6 separate regions of the Sus scrofa genome follow, and all the other regions are linked to region 6. A link is a contact called in public HiChIP or PLAC-seq data. All regions are on one chromosome and are shown on one strand. The core of a region is the stretch at or near the end of the contact, and the rest is flanking DNA. Distances in the headings are between cores, read along the strand shown. Region 1 overlaps GTDC1 (glycosyltransferase-like domain-containing protein 1). Region 2 overlaps GTDC1 (glycosyltransferase-like domain-containing protein 1). Region 3 overlaps GTDC1 (glycosyltransferase-like domain-containing protein 1). Region 4 holds the start of ZEB2 (zinc finger E-box-binding homeobox 2). Region 5 overlaps GTDC1 (glycosyltransferase-like domain-containing protein 1). Region 6 has its middle 56 kb from the start of GTDC1.

The links. HiChIP or PLAC-seq counts read pairs in DNA pulled down with a chosen protein or histone mark.
Region 1: an H3K27ac HiChIP or PLAC-seq map of alveolar macrophages shows a contact between it and region 6. The contact joins two enhancer-like sites. A contact is called at or near these places in 1 of 5 promoter capture datasets (liver), 1 of 47 Hi-C or Micro-C datasets (embryonic fibroblasts) and 1 of 2 datasets of contacts at active chromatin or transcription factors (alveolar macrophages).
Region 2: a contact with region 6 is called in an H3K27ac HiChIP or PLAC-seq map of alveolar macrophages. The contact joins two enhancer-like sites. A contact is called at or near these places in 1 of 5 promoter capture datasets (liver), 1 of 47 Hi-C or Micro-C datasets (embryonic fibroblasts) and 1 of 2 datasets of contacts at active chromatin or transcription factors (alveolar macrophages).
Region 3: an H3K27ac HiChIP or PLAC-seq map of alveolar macrophages shows a contact between it and region 6. The contact joins two enhancer-like sites. A contact is called at or near these places in 1 of 47 Hi-C or Micro-C datasets (embryonic fibroblasts) and 1 of 2 datasets of contacts at active chromatin or transcription factors (alveolar macrophages).
Region 4: a contact with region 6 is called in an H3K27ac HiChIP or PLAC-seq map of alveolar macrophages. The contact joins the promoter of ZEB2 here to the enhancer-like site in region 6. A contact is called at or near these places in 2 of 5 promoter capture datasets (fetal liver and skeletal muscle), 18 of 47 Hi-C or Micro-C datasets (blood, embryonic fibroblasts, epiblast stem cells and 11 more) and 2 of 2 datasets of contacts at active chromatin or transcription factors (alveolar macrophages and skeletal muscle).
Region 5: an H3K27ac HiChIP or PLAC-seq map of alveolar macrophages shows a contact between it and region 6. The contact joins two enhancer-like sites. A contact is called at or near these places in 1 of 5 promoter capture datasets (fetal liver) and 1 of 2 datasets of contacts at active chromatin or transcription factors (alveolar macrophages).

What each region holds. Positions count from the first base shown.
Region 1 is chr15:7,908,729-7,911,714 of Sscrofa11.1, reverse strand. All of the region lies in intron 7 of GTDC1 (glycosyltransferase-like domain-containing protein 1), which reads right to left. Among named protein-coding and RNA genes, the nearest start is that of GTDC1, 180 kb to the right of the region's middle. Within about 2 kb of position 1,519, at least 4 of the 83 cell types and tissues checked have an H3K27ac peak or open chromatin away from gene starts, as enhancers often do. A contact at or near this core is called in alveolar macrophages, where this site is marked.
Region 2 is chr15:7,876,296-7,878,995 of Sscrofa11.1, reverse strand. The region is part of intron 7 of GTDC1 (glycosyltransferase-like domain-containing protein 1); the gene reads right to left. The region is part of intron 1 of LOC106508109 (a long non-coding RNA gene); the gene reads left to right. LOC110256946 (a long non-coding RNA gene) reads right to left here. Exons shown (of 2, transcript XR_002339029.1): 2 at 1-2,489. Among named protein-coding and RNA genes, the nearest start is that of GTDC1, 150 kb to the right of the region's middle. Within about 2 kb of position 1,400, at least 5 of the 83 cell types and tissues checked have an H3K27ac peak or open chromatin away from gene starts, as enhancers often do. A contact at or near this core is called in alveolar macrophages, where this site is marked.
Region 3 is chr15:7,813,385-7,816,366 of Sscrofa11.1, reverse strand. The region is part of intron 5 of GTDC1 (glycosyltransferase-like domain-containing protein 1); the gene reads right to left. Among named protein-coding and RNA genes, the nearest start is that of GTDC1, 86 kb to the right of the region's middle. Within about 2 kb of position 1,661, at least 5 of the 83 cell types and tissues checked have an H3K27ac peak or open chromatin away from gene starts, as enhancers often do. A contact at or near this core is called in alveolar macrophages, where this site is marked.
Region 4 is chr15:7,497,587-7,500,507 of Sscrofa11.1, reverse strand. It overlaps ZEB2 (zinc finger E-box-binding homeobox 2), which reads right to left and starts at 1,629. Exons shown (of 10, transcript XM_021076506.1): 1 at 1,165-1,629. LOC110257199 reads left to right here. Exons shown (of 2, transcript XR_002339482.1): 2 at 1,185-1,278.
Region 5 is chr15:7,854,309-7,857,046 of Sscrofa11.1, reverse strand. The region is part of intron 6 of GTDC1 (glycosyltransferase-like domain-containing protein 1); the gene reads right to left. All of the region lies in intron 1 of LOC106508109 (a long non-coding RNA gene), which reads left to right. Among named protein-coding and RNA genes, the nearest start is that of GTDC1, 130 kb to the right of the region's middle. Within about 2 kb of position 1,371, at least 2 of the 83 cell types and tissues checked have an H3K27ac peak or open chromatin away from gene starts, as enhancers often do. A contact at or near this core is called in alveolar macrophages, where this site is marked.
Region 6 is chr15:7,671,549-7,674,413 of Sscrofa11.1, reverse strand. No RefSeq gene overlaps it. Among named protein-coding and RNA genes, the nearest start is that of GTDC1, 56 kb to the left of the region's middle. Within about 2 kb of position 1,418, at least 6 of the 83 cell types and tissues checked have an H3K27ac peak or open chromatin away from gene starts, as enhancers often do. A contact at or near this core is called in alveolar macrophages and retroperitoneal adipose tissue, where this site is marked.

The DNA.
Region 1 (2,986 bases), core at 270-2,769, 240 kb before region 6:
CATAATTATATATATTATATTGTTGTGTAATTATATATATATTTATATATATATAGTTATCATGTTTCAGAATAGAACCAGGTTTCAGAATAGAACCATCAAAGCCTCCAATGGATTGAAATTTAGCTCATTGAACTAAAGAGATCTACCCATTTGGAAAAAAAGAATATGAAAATATATATGAATATATATATATTTCAGATCTGTGGGTGAACACAGACTGAAAAACTACTTTTTGCACATTACCAGTACTTAATTTGAGTTAAGTGATGCTGTGATTCTGTTAAAGGAAGCTTATCATCTTAAAAACATTTATCTCTGAATATATATGTGTGAAATTCTGGCACTGAAACTTTCATAAGGATCTTGAAGGAAAATTGTCACACTGGATCAAACACCAAGCGGTAGCACCTCTTTTTCAAAAATCATTTTAAGTTACCACTAAAAAATATTTTTGTCCCACATGTAAACAAATTTCTTCTAATTTTACAGCCTCATATTTATCAGGGGGTTGCCTGTCATTAGCAAATTTTGCACCATCAAGTTACTGAAGTTACAAAATATGCCACTTTAAAGGAAAAAGTATCTTTACCGCATAACGTTCAACTGATTACCCTTGCCATTTATGTTGAACACTTGGTTAGCCCCCTTCTCTGATATAAGTCAGGCTTTTTAAAAGCAGCAGGGGGAAGTTTCATTTCTTCTCACTTCTTCCCTCCCACAGAAGGGCACTAGAAGGAAAGCTGTGAGTTTTCTACAACAAGAAGTCCTAAGACTCAAGGTAAGGCAAGAAAGATAAAACCGAGATGAATACATCACTACGTATTTGTAACCATACCTCTGGTTCCCATTACAAACCATCGTTTTAGTTGTAAAAAACATTTTTTTTATTCCAAACGCAATAGTTTGCATCTATTAACCCTGAGATCCTGCTGTGTAGCACTGAGAACTATGTCTAGTCACTTATGATGGAGCATGAGAATGGGAGAAAAAAGAATGTATACATGTATGTGTAATTGGGTCACCACGCTGTACAGTAGAAAAAAAATTGTATTGGGGAAATAACAATTAAAAATTTTTTTTAAAAATCCATTTTTAAACTTTACTATTTCAACTACCAAAGAGCAAAATCTAAAAATATAAGCAAGGAAGCAAAACTTTTCCCAATACACAGTGCTGTTGTAATTGCCTATCTATGGATTTTTGTGAAAGAGGAAAAGTTATTTGACTTGAAGAATATCCAAAAAGTCCAAAGAAGTTCTGAAAAAGGCAGCATCTTGCTTTACTACAGAAGCAGTGGTTGGGACATCAGAACGCTGGGGACATCAGATAGTAAGTAGCACTGGAGGAAATCTTCAGGGGGAGAGGACAGAAGAGCATGGGGCGTTCCTACATAGCAAGGAAGCACGCAGGCCTCCCCCTCCTTCCCCACATACTAAAACAGGAAGGAGAGGGCAAGAAGGCAGAGGAGGAAGAGAAAGGGAAGTGGGGTGAGTAGGAAAGGGGAAAGGAAGGGAGAGCAGAGCTGTGGAGAGCATAGCTGAGAAGAGGGAAAAGAAAGCTCCTTACTGGAGTCTGAGCTTGTCACACAGATCCATACCCTCACCAAACAATCTGTCTGAAAGCAGCCTGGGCTGCTGTGGAACTTTAGTCCTGACTGGGGACTCAGGGGTGCAGAGAAAGCCTGTCACTATTCGTGTATGGGTATCAGGTTAATGTACTTTAAGGGTTCTTCGAAGGCAGATTTTTAAAACACAACAAAAAGCCTCTTTGGCTACTATCATATTTCTTTACGGAAGGAGACTTACTGAAAGAAAAAGAGAGAAAGAAAAAGGAAAAAAAAAAGAGCAGACATATAAGAGAGCTCAGTATTGATGTGGGTGCATTTTAAGAATGCTAAAGGAACATAAACAGCTAGGTAATCTGGCCCAAGTGCAACATTTGACTACCAAAATCTGATGTCATGTAAAGAAAGATGGTAAATCAAAAACAATACTAACACTGCCATTGAATAAATCAGTAAATATTTGCCCTAAAGAATTTTATTACAAAATAAAATACTTGGGTGGGGTGTACTGCTTTGTCAAGTACAAATGGGAAGATGTGTAATTCCACTTGTGCCCTTCCTCTGCCTCTACAATGTTCTTAGTTACAAGGTGCTAGGAAACAGATGTACAAGAAAGACGTACAAGAAAGTATGATTATAGATCTATATACCATATGCCTAGAAGTGATTTTATATAAGCCCATCTCATATTATTGATGAAGAAAGAAACTGAGGCTCAGATAAACTGACATGCCCAGGACACTGCACAGGAAGTGGCAGAGTTGGGAACCAAGCCCATGTTTTCTGGCTCCCATTCACAAGCTCTGTAGATTTTTACCACCCAGCCTTCAGCTGCAAAACATTTTCATCTGAATCTTATGTGGTATTCTTCATCCCTGAAGGGTTGTCATTAGTTAAAAGGAATTAAGGAGTTCCCAGGTGGTGCCGCAGGTTAAGGATTCAGCACTGTCACTGCTGTGCCTCAGGCCACTGCTATAGTGAGGGTTCCATCCCTGTCCCTGGAATTTCCACATGCCATGGGTGCAGCCAGAAGATTAAAGGAAAAAAAAGGATTATATCACACACACACGCTACGAAAACACTCATATTCCTTAGACTGGAGATAGCTAAATTTACCTTTCGTTTTTACAGATTTTCGAAGCATGGATTATCACAGAAACCAGGAGTCCTAACTTGCCCTCTCTAAAGGGGCCAGTGGTTGCCTTACAAAGGAGGCACTAGATAGAAACAAGTGCAGAATATTGCCTAAGGCTTGGGTTTACAAACTAAATTACAAGAATGGCAATACCTGTCCCCATATACCCAACAAAGAATGTGGTTTAGAAACATGAACTGGAAGTCCTCAGCCAGAAAAGGACACACAGTTTCCAAATGCATCTCTTAGAGTACTTTTCACTGGTGTCTTGAGCTACAATGCAA
Region 2 (2,700 bases), core at 151-2,650, 200 kb before region 6:
ACTTTTAAAAATTCTTAAAATTACATATCTATAAAGATTTTAAAGCCATGTAAGTAGACTATTTTTTCTACCATAAAGATAGAATATTATTTTTTCTATCACAAAGGTACAGTAATAGATAACAACTTACAGAGTATAAGAGATATAATAGCATTACTATGATTAAAGATCTGTCATTTATCCCATTATAAGGCATATTTAGGAATATTATAACCTGAATGTTTTAATTTGTCTCAGGCATAAACTGGACTTACAAGAACTCAGATGTAAAACTGGATTTTTATTCCCATTAGAAAGTATTTAAATTATTATAAAATGTAGATAACTTTTAAAAAAAAGGTGTCTTTTTTTCCAATATGGCCTTTCATCAAATGAAAAGGTTGTTATTCTATTTAGAATTTTAAAGGATTACTTAAACCAAGCCTGTTTTATCATGTTGGACAACTGACCAGAAAAGATTTAGAGTTCCTTCCTGGACATTCCTAAGAATGAAAAGGAAGCCAACACCCAGAGGGTGAAATACAATCTATATCCATATTTAGATTATAGAGATTGAAAGATGATATATAATTTTTAGATCCTGAATTTTTATATTAGATGCAGGGGCATGTGGAAAAGCAAGCTTAATTTTCCAAATTATTTGAATCAGAGTTGATGAAGATCTTTTACAGCAACTCATACCATCATGTATTGAGGGAAATAAAGAATATGTCAGAGATATAGGACCTAAATCAAAACATCACAGAATTTAATATAACTTAAAAGTCACTTTCACAAAATTCACAGAAATGCAAAATCTGTCTAAACAAGCTGACACACGGTTCTTTTGCTTGAATACTTCCATAATCCCAACAGGAAGACCACCAAAAATCTATAATTTCTAACAACTCTACCAGTAATTCTTCTGGAGCACAGAAGAACAAACAAATTATCCATACTCTAGCCTGATACTAAAAGTATTTCAAATTTCCTTCTCAGCTGTGCTCTAAAACCCCAGAATATCCTAGAGTAACCCTGCTTTATAGAAGCAAGTGCCACACAAATGATTCATTCTTGTGTAACTTTATGGTACAGTCATATGAGCACAAGCTTGGGAACCAGACAGATCAACATTTGACTCAGGGTTCCAAGCTTGATTTGAAATGTGAAATTGGGTGAATTACTTAACTTCATCTTCTCATACCTAAATGGGAGTTATAATACCAACATAAGGTTAAGTAGATTAAATAAGGTGTGTAAAAGAATGAAGGAATTATACAGTACCTGCTTATCACTAATATGAACATTAATAGGATGAAAGGGTTCATCTTCATTTTACAGACTGATTGTATTACTAAGCCAAAGCAGGATGCACTAGACTGAGGGGCAGAACTGAAAGAGAAAGAACCAAAGAGCCAAGGAGAAGCCACCAGCACTGGGAGCTATCCCTGGTGCTGCCCTCAGGCCCAGGGCCCATGGTTTGCTTGGTCCTGTTACCTTCAGTTTCTAACATTCCTCAAAAGAACCTAACTCTGATCTAATTCTTACCTTGATTTGATAACATGTTCCTGCTATCTTGTGTTCCTGACCTTAATTCCTGTTTGCTCCCTCAAGATGTTGATTTGATTACTTTCCTAGATGAAAACCCAGCCTGACACCAAACTGCTTCCTCTGCTGGATATTTTTTGCTTTGAAATTTTTGACCTAAAGTTATATCTTTTTATCACTAGCCCCACCAATCATAATTACTAACAAATGGTCAATGTCCCGTTCCCCTAAATTTTTTTTTCAGGAAATCTTAAATATGCCTGCAGCAGTAATTAAAAATAAGCAGAAAGTCTGAAAAGAACTAAGAGTAATTCATCCCAAGAAAATAGCAGCTAAGTAGTAAGTAGTGCTAGGGTGACAAAAATATGACACAAGTTAAGGACTACTTCTCTTATGTTTACAGCAGAGATCACTAATCGATCCTGAAGTTCTTTTTTTAATCTTGAATATGGCCTTAGAGTCCTCAACAATTTCCAAACAGTCACTACAAAGCAAAGATAGAACACAAATAGAAACCTATCTGTCTCATCCCTGAGTCAGTATGACCATGTGGGTTCTGAAGAAGGATTTTTTTTTCCCTTTTAAAGTCTCAGTTGGAAAAGTCAGATTATACCTTGATGGTATGAAGAGAATAGAAGTACCTTTGCAATTCACTTACGTTGAAAGCAAGTACATGGTTATTGGAGAATTAGAGCTTCCTCTTCTAAGACTGGAGGTGTTAGCCTTACGTCCTGGATAAATTCCAACTTAGGTAATTACATTCTGCTTACCTCACCCCCCTAGCAATTTTTTCAAGTGAATCCAGTATTATTCTTCACTTCCTTCCCTAACTTGCTGTGTAGCATTGTGATGAGCTGTTAAACAGCTGCCATGCTTCACTCTGCAATGGTGACTGTGCTTCACTGTATAATTTGTAACCATTCGCAGTGTGCTTTGGAATCTTTCAGGATGGAAGTGTTACCCTAAAATGCAAGATATCATCATCATTCTAAAGGCATACAGTACAACTGCTTATTTCAGTTAAATTCAGCATAACATATTTAGAAAATACCTTATTTCATGAAAAACCATAAAAGTAGGTTAAAATACCCATGAAACATGCTACAAAGATTATATGAAAAGGTATTTAAAGAAAGCAAACTATTTATCAACTATATGAATATTCTGCCAAAG
Region 3 (2,982 bases), core at 412-2,911, 140 kb before region 6:
CAATATCAGTGATAATATTAAGTTGGATACTTGAACGACCTCTGGAGGGCAAATTTTCCCTCCTTCAAATTCAGGCTCTCTGAAAAAAGTGCTCCCTGGTTTAAGATTTTTCATGGCAGATAATCTACTAACAATCTGAAAGTGCCAAACTGAACATTAGATAAGGATTAAGTCATATACCAATGTAAGATTAGTGTTAAAAGTGGAAATTAGCAAGTAAAGTATAAAAAGGAATTAAAAAGTAAAGAGGAGCCTTTAACACTCCAATCCTCATCACACAAGAATGTCTTCAGGCATAGATGACTGCAAGATAGATGCAACCTGCAAAACCATTTTATGATACATATAATAATACATTATTTTTTCATCCAGATAAGGTTCCTACCTTTTCTTAATATAAATAATAGCACAGTAATTTCCTCAATTAAGTACCTATAGCTTCGAAGCTCCCCTTTAGAATATTTTAAAACTGCTGTTGGGGACACATGATAGACACTGATTAACTGGTATGATATAATCAAGTGAACTGGTACTAAACTATAGAGTAGCATCCACAGCTAGTTATTAGGTACATTTTTATGACATATACATTATATAGGAAAAGAGAGTATCCTTCAATTGTCTCTATTCAAGAATGGAAACTTTTGAGACTATTATTAATTAATGGTTAACAGAATTACTGCTGGTTTTTCTTGCAGGTATTATGATAGCATATCTGAGTACAAGACGTCTAAGAAAATTAAAGTGATGATATTACTGAGATGCTTTTTAATACCTCTGTCATTATATAGTTTCAGTCTATATTATTTTTGCCGAATATTGATAAAACATTTCATGCACAATTTACAGGTTGGGTTTCAGGTGAGCAGAATAAACACTATTTTAAGCAGAAGATATACTTTTAAACCAACTTTTAAAATTTCACTGGATCATTCAACATTTGCTTGAAATCCTTACAAGATATTCATCTATTTGTGGCATCATATAGGTCTGTCTCCCCATCTGTCTATGTTTTTCATGAAGACTAGTATCTGGTACAAGGTTTTTTTTTTTTTTTTTTTTTTTTTTCCTCCCTTCCCCACTTTAGTAGCTATTCATTGGCCCACTACTATGCCATTTCTGTCATAGTTGTCCGACAGCATTTATCGATCATCTTTTTAATAAAATATAAGCTTTCTTTCACAGGACAAGGGGACAAGTAATCAATATAATCAATTTAATTTTGGCTAAATTTAACTCTGTATGGTTAGAAATTAATGTCATCAAAATGTATTATTGTCACAATAAATAATTACATTGGCATCATGATGTTCACTAAAATATAAAACACTGAATTTTCTAAGACTAACATATATATGGTTATTTACCACAGCACTTCGGCCGTATCTTCCTAAAAGTAACCTTCTTATATTCCATGGCCAGATTTGCTAAGAAATTCACATCTTGCATGTATGGACATCTTGAGCAATCCTTTTTAACAGGAAATCTTGACAACACCCCTTCCCCTCCCAACTCCACTTGGTAGTCTGACTCCAGCACAAGCTCATCTGGTTCGACTAAAATCATTGCATTATTTGGCAGTGGTTTCTTCATACGTGGCGCTTGGAGCTCATTGAAGCTCAAACAGTACAGGAAATGCAAATCATGCAAACCACCCTCATGATGGCGACGTACAGTGGCGTGATTGAGCGGCACTACGCACGACTCGTGGGCTGACCACATGAAAGGAGCCATTTACAGACCAGATGAGCAAAAGCTGGGATAAGTTAGAGAGTATGTGTGAGCTTCAAAGCTGGCAGACTAGCATCCTTATTTAAAATAGAAGGGTTTTTTATTATTATTTTTTATTAATAACACCTGCCTGAGCTCTTTACATTGAAGGAAGTTTACAGAGGTAGAGGGGGGTATCCTGTATATATGTGGTCCAAACTTTCTTTTTTAAATCCCAGGTATGGCAGAAGAGTGGAGTACTTTCCATCAATTTTTCACAAGATTTTCTACAGTTGTTAACAGTTATTGGAAATGTTTTCTTTCAGTGAACTTAAAAAAAAAAAAAAAGATAATCTTGCAATGTTGCAGTGCCCTACATTATTTGCTCATAATTCCTAGTGTCAGTTTAATTGCCACATGTTAATAAAATTAGTTCCTCCAACAAAAAATAGGGAGCTATAATTCTCAGGAATTCTTCAACAAAAGCCTTAGGAGCAATACAGAATTTGCCATTAAGAGAATATTTGAACAAGGCTAATACAGTAACTAGAACAGAAAAATGACTATAGGAAGTTTTTCTTTTCTTTTTTGGAACTGATGGTTTTCTAGATGTTTCTGATTTACCACAAAATAAAGAAAATGTGATTATTAAGAAAATAAATGTGATAACAAAATAATTTTTTAAAATTTAAATTTCATGTGTTTGTTTAGCATTTGAAATTATTTTCCAAAGCCTTTAAGTAGGCTATTTCATTTGCACACAGACTTAAAAGCATCAAGAATTCCATTAAAGCACTGGCTCCCTTAACCCCTTAAACCTATAGCTAGAAACTTAAAGAAGTGTATGAGGAAGTTAGAAGTTTAAATAAAGTGGGTAAAAGGCTAATGCTTCTGGTCTAGGAATCAGAAAACCTAAGCATAAATAGCCATATGATACTGAACTAATCACTCTCTGAAACTCAACCTTCTCATGTTTAAGAAAGATGTTATCACCACCTTTCTTGATCGCTACTGAGTTTCAATTGAAAGATGAGGTAATGTAGGATGAGAGAAAATTGTACAGTGTTAAATACACATAAAGAAATGCTGTACAATGTATGAGGCATAACATTGTACCAGACATTATGTCAGGCTCCTTACATACCTTATCTCATTTGGTTTAATTTCATGTTCACAATATCACTGCTTTATAATAATAATAATAATAATAACAATTATCATTATTATCTGCAACTGTGGCATGAGGAAGTTCCTGGGCCAGGGGTCAAACCC
Region 4 (2,921 bases), core at 380-2,879, 170 kb after region 6:
GAAATGGTCACACAAGTATCTGGGATGAAACAGCTGGCCTGTCTGTATTCATGCTGAGACTTACACACGATTGCATATAAATATATGTTTAATAAAGTAAGCTGCTAGTTTTATGAGCATTTGTGTGTGAGGGAGAGACAGGGCATTTGTGCTGTAAACTTTATCTTTGCCTGTTATTTCTAACTCTGGAGTTAGTAATCTTGCCTTCATCATTATAGGGGGAGCATGTAAAATATATAAGTAAGTGGGAGATAAACACATTCATGTTAGCGGGGCTCACCACTGTTCCTGGGAACTCCTGCTATCTCTCTTGACTTTTCAGTGCCAAAGTATGGCATGGAATATTTGTATGTATGTGTCTCCTGTGAAATCCATGTCTATATTACTTTGCCATTTGAAATACAATTTCAAAAGTTATCCCTAATTTAAAACTCTAATATCCTGACAGTTTTCTTCCCAACTGTAGTGACCCCCCCCCCCACTACTTTGGTAAACGACTCAAGTTCCATGAGGACTTTCACTTCTTTATTTATCATCACAGAAGTGAGGTGTTACTTCACATACACACACACACAAAGAATGAAATAAAGAAATGAAACTCGCTAAGCAGACAAAAACAAGCAACTTTCTGCTTAGAAAACAGCCTTCTTCGGTAGAAAAGGTTGGACTGCCATATCTAAGAGAAAGACTTGCTCCCGAATTTGGTAGGTTTGTATCCATCAAGTTTTGTAATTATTAACAGGTATTTGCCAAGTTTTAATTGCTGAATACAATGAATTGGAATTAGACATGACAATAGAGCAGAACCTCTCCCCCTGAAGAGTTTTTATTCCAACCACATAGTTCTCAATAAAACTTTTCCTAGGCTGGGTAGCAAAAGGCACCTTTGGTTACCTGAATGGACAGGTACAGGGCAAATTATTTGGAGGAGGAAAAAAGAGAAAAGGAAGGAGAGAGAGAGGGAGTGAGAGAGAAATCCAAGAAGTCACTCTTGGGAAAAGCTTGCCGTAAAGGAGCTAAACCCACCTGAAATTCCTACCCACAGACACTCCTTCGCACTTCAGACTCCCATCCTCACTTAAAAGGAGAAAATCATGAAAGGAGGGTGGGGGATGACCATGCCAAAAAGGAATAAAAAGAGAGAAAAGGGGGAAAAAAACCTACCTGCGAAGTCTTGTTTGTAGTTTTGGCCAGAAATGGTGAGAAGAAAAAGCATGAAGAAGCCGCGAAGTGTGGGGAAGAAAAAGGTGGAAGCGAAGAAACAGCTCCCGGAGCAAACTGTACAAAACCTCGCCAAGAGTGTCGGGAGGCAGGACCGTTATTCCTGCGGAGCAGGTTAGAACTGATCTCTTTCGGCCACTCCAGGAAACACAAACCTGGGGACGGACTGACGTGTTACGCCTCTTCTAATGACATTTTTTTCTTTTTCTTTTCTGTAGGAGAGAGAGAGACCCTGAAACACGCGCCACCTATCTTTGTGGGGAGGGATAATTGAAGCGCCCTGAGCGTGAGCATCATGTGAAAACGTGATCGCCAAGTTTCTCTCTGGGAAAGGATCTGGGATAGATTATACCTTGAAGTCTCCGCAAACGCTTTAGTGGAAGAAATGAAATTCCACCTCCCTCCCTTCCTCTCTCCCTCCCTCTCGCCTCCCTCCCTCCCTTCTCCACGCCCCCCCCCCCCCCGTAAAGCCTTTGGCATCATTATCCTCATCTCCTCATCACTAAATCCTACAGAGTACAGGGCGGAAAACGGTGCACACCATTCACAGAACTGGAGAACTCTTAAGGGGCGAAAGTTAAAGGGAAAGATCCCGGTTCTTCAATCCAGATCGCTTCTTCTTATACAGATATCTCTAATGACCAGATTTGAGATGCACATTAAGTTGTGTGGATTTCTCAGCACAGCTTCTGGAACTAAATTTTTTGCCCTTTCTCTTATTTTTTTGTCTTTTTAGATGCCAGAGCCAGAAAAAAAAAATGTTGCATGTGAACTGCATTTTAGGGTGTGTGTTGGGGGTGTGTGTGTGTGATGAATTTCTGGATTGGATCCCAATACTAAAAAGTGGTTTGGCATTTTTAAAAAGGGTCTCTAAGTGAATTAACATAGCGGGCTGAGTTGCCTCGATCTCTGAGTCTCTCTACATCTCACGGAGACCTCACTACAAAGTGAGGGAGTGTGTGTGTGTGTGTGTGTGTGTGTGTGTGTGTGTAGGGAGGCAGGAGGAATAGGAGAAAGGCCATAGAGGAACTTAGCAGGGAAGGATGAGCATGATATTAAACGGCATGGGGTCTAAGTTTTGGAGTATACATTTTTTGATATTGCAATTAAAGTAAAATTAAAAAGAAAAGACTCCACCTTTGCTCTGAAGGGATTGGTTATGTAAATATGGAAGGGATTTCCTGGAGAATACAGCTTTCTACTGTATGGTTAATTAAATAATCACTCAAAAGCTTCCAACGTGACGCTTCTGTCGTAATCCAATCAGGTTACATAGGTCCTAAACAAGAAAGATATTTTCCACATCTGGAAGTCAGCAATTTAGCAAGTACTGCACATTATTAACCAATTCAGAGCCCACTTCCCAGGGGAATTTTTTTTGAAGTTTAAGTGTTCTTAACCAATGCTCTGCTGTTTTGTTAATCAAAAAGCTGGTTTACACTGCACATAATTGGAACTAATATAGAAGTAAATAAAGACAGCCAAATTTGAGGATGCTGAGCACAGGCATTTATAGGAAAAGGAAGAAATCTCTTAGCCTCCAGTGGTTCAGGCTCAGTTTCTTAAAGAACTGTGAGGTTTTTTTGTTGTTGTTGTTGTTGTTGTTGTTTTAAGAGTGAAAGTGCTTGAGAACCTCAGAGCACAAATAAACTTTCAGTCCCACTGCCTTTGGGCTTTCTTGCAAAGGTAAAGGTGGAGGT
Region 5 (2,738 bases), core at 122-2,621, 180 kb before region 6:
ATCCATATCACTGGGTCCTAACAATTACATAAAGTAATGTATTATAAAGGATCAAAACATCATGGACCTTCAGAATTGGGAGTTCCTATCGTGGTGCAGTAGAAACAAATCCGCCTAGTATCCATGAGCATGAGGGTTTGATTCCTGGTCCCGCTCCGTGGGTTAAGGATCCAGCATTGCCATGAGCTGCGGTGTAAATCACAGACACAGCTCGGATCTGGCATTGCTGTGGCTGTGGTGTAGGCTGGCAGCTGTGGCTGTGGTGTAGGCTGGCAGCTGTACCTCCGATTCAACCCCTAACCTGTGAATAGCCCTAAAAAGCAAAAAGAAAAACAAAAAAATAAAAAAACACCATGTACCTTCGGAATTAAAATAAATATAATACTGGCTATTGCTTTCAATGCAAAGGCTATGATCCTCTCCTTAATACTTTTTAAAAATAAAAATAATCTAAAATACATATGTAAAAGGAAATGTAAAAGCAAAGTTTACATATCATAAATATGTCAGTAGTTTCCAGGCCTGCTTATAAACATTTTCTTGGAAACCAGTGAACACAAATGATAACCATGGGTGATCTGGATAAACCTAGAGCAAGTCCTATGTTCCCTTTATGAGTCAAAAAACCAGTTTAATAAATCACTGTTTTATTTTTTAAAATAACCCTCTTTGCTTTAAGCGATGATTCAGGGTCTCAGTGTCACTGGATCTCAATAAAATGCATATAAATTCTTTGATAAGAAGGTATACAAGATCCAATAGAAAAAGAAGTTAGTTCTATTTCACCCTGAAAAGGACATCAGAAAACTGAAAAAAAAGATACTTAAGACAGTAAGATTGCAAAACACAAATGAATAAGCAGAGCTTACAGAACACAGAGCTAAATAATCCTGTTTCGTTTAATTCACATTTACTGAGATAGCCAAAGTTCCTATTATCAATACATAGAGGAATGAAAAATCAAAAGAATGTTGACCTGCCACCCTTATCTGCCCCCACCCCTGCAAAATTTTTTTCCATTTTTTTTTTTTTTTTTTTAGTTGCAGCCTAGTGCAAATTTGGGATTAGGGGTGATTACAACATGGATAATACAAGAGAATGTCATAGAAGTGCTGACAATACCAAGCAATAAGGAAGCCAATATAATAATGTACCAAAAGTTGAAGGATGTTTTACAGCTAGTCTGTTTTCACCATATGTCACATATTGTAATAGCGACTCACAGGACATAATATATAGTTCTGACACGTGTTCATAAGTCAGAGGGTTAGTGAAACCTCTATTTAAGGTGAGCACTTATGTCAGTCATCTCTGAAGTCCTTAACTGCCACGTGGTCAAGAAAGAAATCTGACAGTGCCAACAAAAGCAGAAGTCAGCAAGAAAACTAAAGAAACATTTGAGGAAGCAGGAGTCATACTTTTCAAAGAGAATCCGAACTGGACTGCTTCCCGACACTCTTATTTTTCCTCTGAACGACTTCAAACCATTTTTTTTCTCATTAAGAGTCCCACCAATGAGCAAATCTACTTCTTTATATATCTTTCTCTCTTAGTCTATCAGTTTACCCTCTTGAGAAGAGCAATGCTGAAAAATCAGTATAGCTTTTATAGTTTCATTCTCTTTGAGCAAAAACAATCTTTTATGAAACAGAGAGATGAGGAGCAGTGAGCTAAAAATTATTTAGCTATCTGCCCTCAAAGGGCATGCAACCCAACTACTCATATCCTTAAAAACCCAGTTTTTGCCAAATTAAAGATCCAAGAGAGTTGTCAGAAATATTCTTTTTCATACATTTCCTCTCCAGTATGAGTGGGTGTAACTTCCATTAACTTTAAAGCCACCCATAAAGGGAAAAATAGACTTAATTTTTTTTCTCCAGTTATTTCTCAGGGGTAATAAACACACTATCTGAGGAAAAGAATGATGCTAATTCAAGAAACCAAAAGAATATTACAAATGTTTTCCATATTGATAAAGCACAAAATGATTTTATTTTTGTTTTTAAAACATACTTCCCCCTCTCTGTTTCAATATAAAATATTTTAATTTTATTATGAAATTTTAAAACGGTTGCTTTTTTATGAGACATTTGAAGTGAAACAGTTCCACTCTATTTTGATAGCACTGCTACTTCACAATTGAAGCAGCTTGTAAAAATGATTGCAGGAAAACATTTACAAAATGCTCAAAACACAGAAGTATTACCATCTAGCTGTTTCTCTATGTCAATGAAACTATGGAATATACTTGGAATATACTTGCAAAAGAGGTGGGACTCTGTTTAAACACATCATCAACCCCAATTGATTTAATAGCTATTAAAAAAGGTAAGTAAACTGAAGGCTATCACTACCAAATTGACTCCACTTGCAAAGTTGTTTCAGAGTTGTTATTAACTTCTTTCATTAACTATACTTCAGGAGATATACTTGGTTGAAGTAACAACAGAGAAGGACCATCACCTTTGAAATGTCATGGTATTTTAAGGCTGTGCAATTTCAGAAGATTCAATGAGGGGAAAAAAAAAAATCACCACCTAAAGATTCATTTTCCCTAGTTTCCTCTTACAAATAATAAGTTAAAAAAAAAAAAAAAGGATAAAAACTCCTTGCTCCACTATGCTTTAATTTTTACTTACTTCTCTGTAAATTTATGTTTTGATTTTACCTAGATACCCTGAAAGTAGCTGGTAAATAAGCATTGATTAACTGCCTTGTTCTAAAAGTATGCTTTAAAC
Region 6 (2,865 bases), core at 169-2,668:
AAAGTAGAGAATGTCACTACTATACGGGACCCCTATGAGTCATCAACATGTTTGCTACCCTTTTTCTTTCAGTTATTATGATTTCTCTGATATTGTTTCTTTTTTTTTCCCTTTTTTTTTTCTTTTTGTTTTTAGGGCCACACCCATGGCATATGGAAGTTCCCAGGCTAGGGGTCAGTCAGAGCTACAGCTGCAGGCTTACACCACAGCCACAGTAACTCGGATCCGCACCACGTCTGCAACCTACACCACAGCTCACGGCATTGCTAGATCCTTAACCCACCGAGCAAGCCCAGGGATTGAACCTGCTCCTCATGGATCCTAGTGGGGTCTGTTACAGCTGAGCCACGACGGGAACTCCATGATATTGTTTCTATTGCTGAAAGACTTTTAAAGAAATTCCTGATGTCATGTTATTTCACTTTTAAATAAAACAGTGTATCTCAAAAAATAAAAAGAATATTTTCTTACATAATTATAACACAATCATCACACCTAAGTTTGTTTAAAATATCTATTCTCACATCCCTTAAGTCAACTATATGTTAGCTATTAGCATTTTCTTATTTGCTTTTTATCTTTACTTTACTCTTTTATCCTTTATAGGCATCTCCTCAATTAGCAAAAGAAATCCTATACTTGGATTAGGTTATTTTTAGCATACCCTGGGCCCCTGCCTATGCCTCTCTCTGGGCATGGTGTGTTATTTAGAATCTTACACTATTTCTGAATTCTGCATTGCAGTTGGCATGATACAAGAAAATTAGATTAGTGTTTTGCTCAAATTCCAAAGTTTTGTAGCATGTAAAAATACTGTAATTTAGGAGGTGGCTCAGCGGTAATGAGCCCGACTAGTATCCTTGAGGATGTGGGTTCAATCCCTAGCCTCATTCAGTGGGTTAAGGATCTTGCATATTTGTGAGCTGTAGTGCAGGTCGCAGATGCAGCTGGGATCCATATTGGTGTGGCTGTGGTGTAGGCTGGCAGCTGTAGCTCTGATTCAACCCCTAGCCTGGGAACTTTCATATGCCCTAAAAAGCCCTAAAAAGAAAAAAAAAAAAAAGCCTGTAATTTATTAACAAAAAATAAAATGAACCCATAATCTAGCTATAACTACATTGAGTAATCTACTAGGTAATTTCTAGAATGTTTTTCCTGCAATCCTTTGTTTGCAAATACAGAAAACCAAATTTGTCCAAATAAAGCCAATTAAAAAATACAGAAAACCAAATTTGTCCAAATAAAGCCAATTATAAAGTAAATGACTGGGAGGAAAGGTTTAAATCTTAGCCTGAAAAAGAAAAGAATAAGAATCAGATACTCTAGAGAAGAAAGTTCCTTGGAGCAGAACCTTGTGAACAGTCTCATGAAAGCACTGCCATTGTGATGAGTCAGCTCCACATGTTTTCCACCTCTGTCTCACTCTGATTTGCTCAGAGTCTTAGTGCTTACGCCATGTGCTTACTCCTCGGCTAGGGCACAGCAGGATTTCTTAAAACTAGCAGTCTCACCAACCGATATGCAATGAGGCAGAGGTGGTTTCCCAAAGAAAAGTCAGGTGTTGATACCAGAAGAGAGAATGAATGCTTGGTAGGCAAATTCAAGTGAAGCAGGCTGAAGATAATAGGAAGTTGTTTACTTATCATTTCAATTTCCAAGTGAGAATTTAGATACTCAGTTTTTAATAAGAATCATTTGCTAAGGCAAAGGCCTAGAGAGACAAAGAAAATGATAAAGCTGAAACTCTCACATTAGATCTGAGAGCTTAGACCAAGAGTTTCACCTCATGAGCGTCACAGTCCCACTTTGTAACCGCGTACAAGAGCTTCAAGCAAGCTTACTCCCACCTATTCCAGTTATTCCCTGCTAGAGTCCCCAGACCTCCTCAGAGAGGCCTTCCCTCTAGTTTGTTCATCTGCCAACAAGCACAGAGAGGGCCTGGATTTTGTCCCACTGTCATGAGAGCTAAGTGGACCAACATGAAACATCTAGTTGTATCCTTCACTTACCTCTCTCTCCAGTCTTCTGACCTGCCAGAGCACCACAGTGGGGATAAATTTGGTCTTGCTGGAGCAGAGGCCTGGGAAGAGGCTCAGAGAAAAACAGCAGCCCTCGGTTTTGTTTCATCAGTATTAAGCCCTACTAGTTGCAGAGTGAAAAAAATACATATATGTCTAAAGAAAAAAATGAACTTTTGTTGGTGGATAATTCCACTCTATTGAAACTCCATACAGAAGTCGTTGGAGATGATATTGACTTCCCAATACCATGCTTTCCTAGTTCTATAGCTTTTCCTTTCCCTCTGCAAATGGTTTTTCTTCTACCTGTCTACTCCCCTGTTCCCTACAGGTAAGCCTTCTTTAGGGTCTCATCCTCATCCTTTTTTCTCACTCTCCCCAATGCCACATACACACCCTCTTTATTTGACTTCAGTTGGTTAACATGTCAAGGGGAATCTACCTTCTAATTTTTTTTCTCCACTAGATTTTCATTATCAGTCTTAATTTAGGATCTCTTCTGGACAGTTGCAGTGGCCCTCCTGACGTGATTACTTCCAGACAATCTGATCTATGCCCATCACTTCTCCAGAGAAATCTTTCCAGGATGCCAATTCGTCAAAGCCCTGCTCTATCTTTACCTTTCCAGTATCTCTGTAATAGCCACAAGTTAAAATCTCAAATAGTTAGCATGACAAATGCAAATGTCTATGGTCTATTCTCTGCTTCCTAACCCCCACCCCTAGCATAAACTTTCAGCCCAGCCATAAAAAAATACTTATTTTCTAACATGACTTACTCTTTTACAATTCTGGTCCCTTGGCTATGTAGTTTCTCATGCTGACTCTCCATAGTCTACAAGGTAACA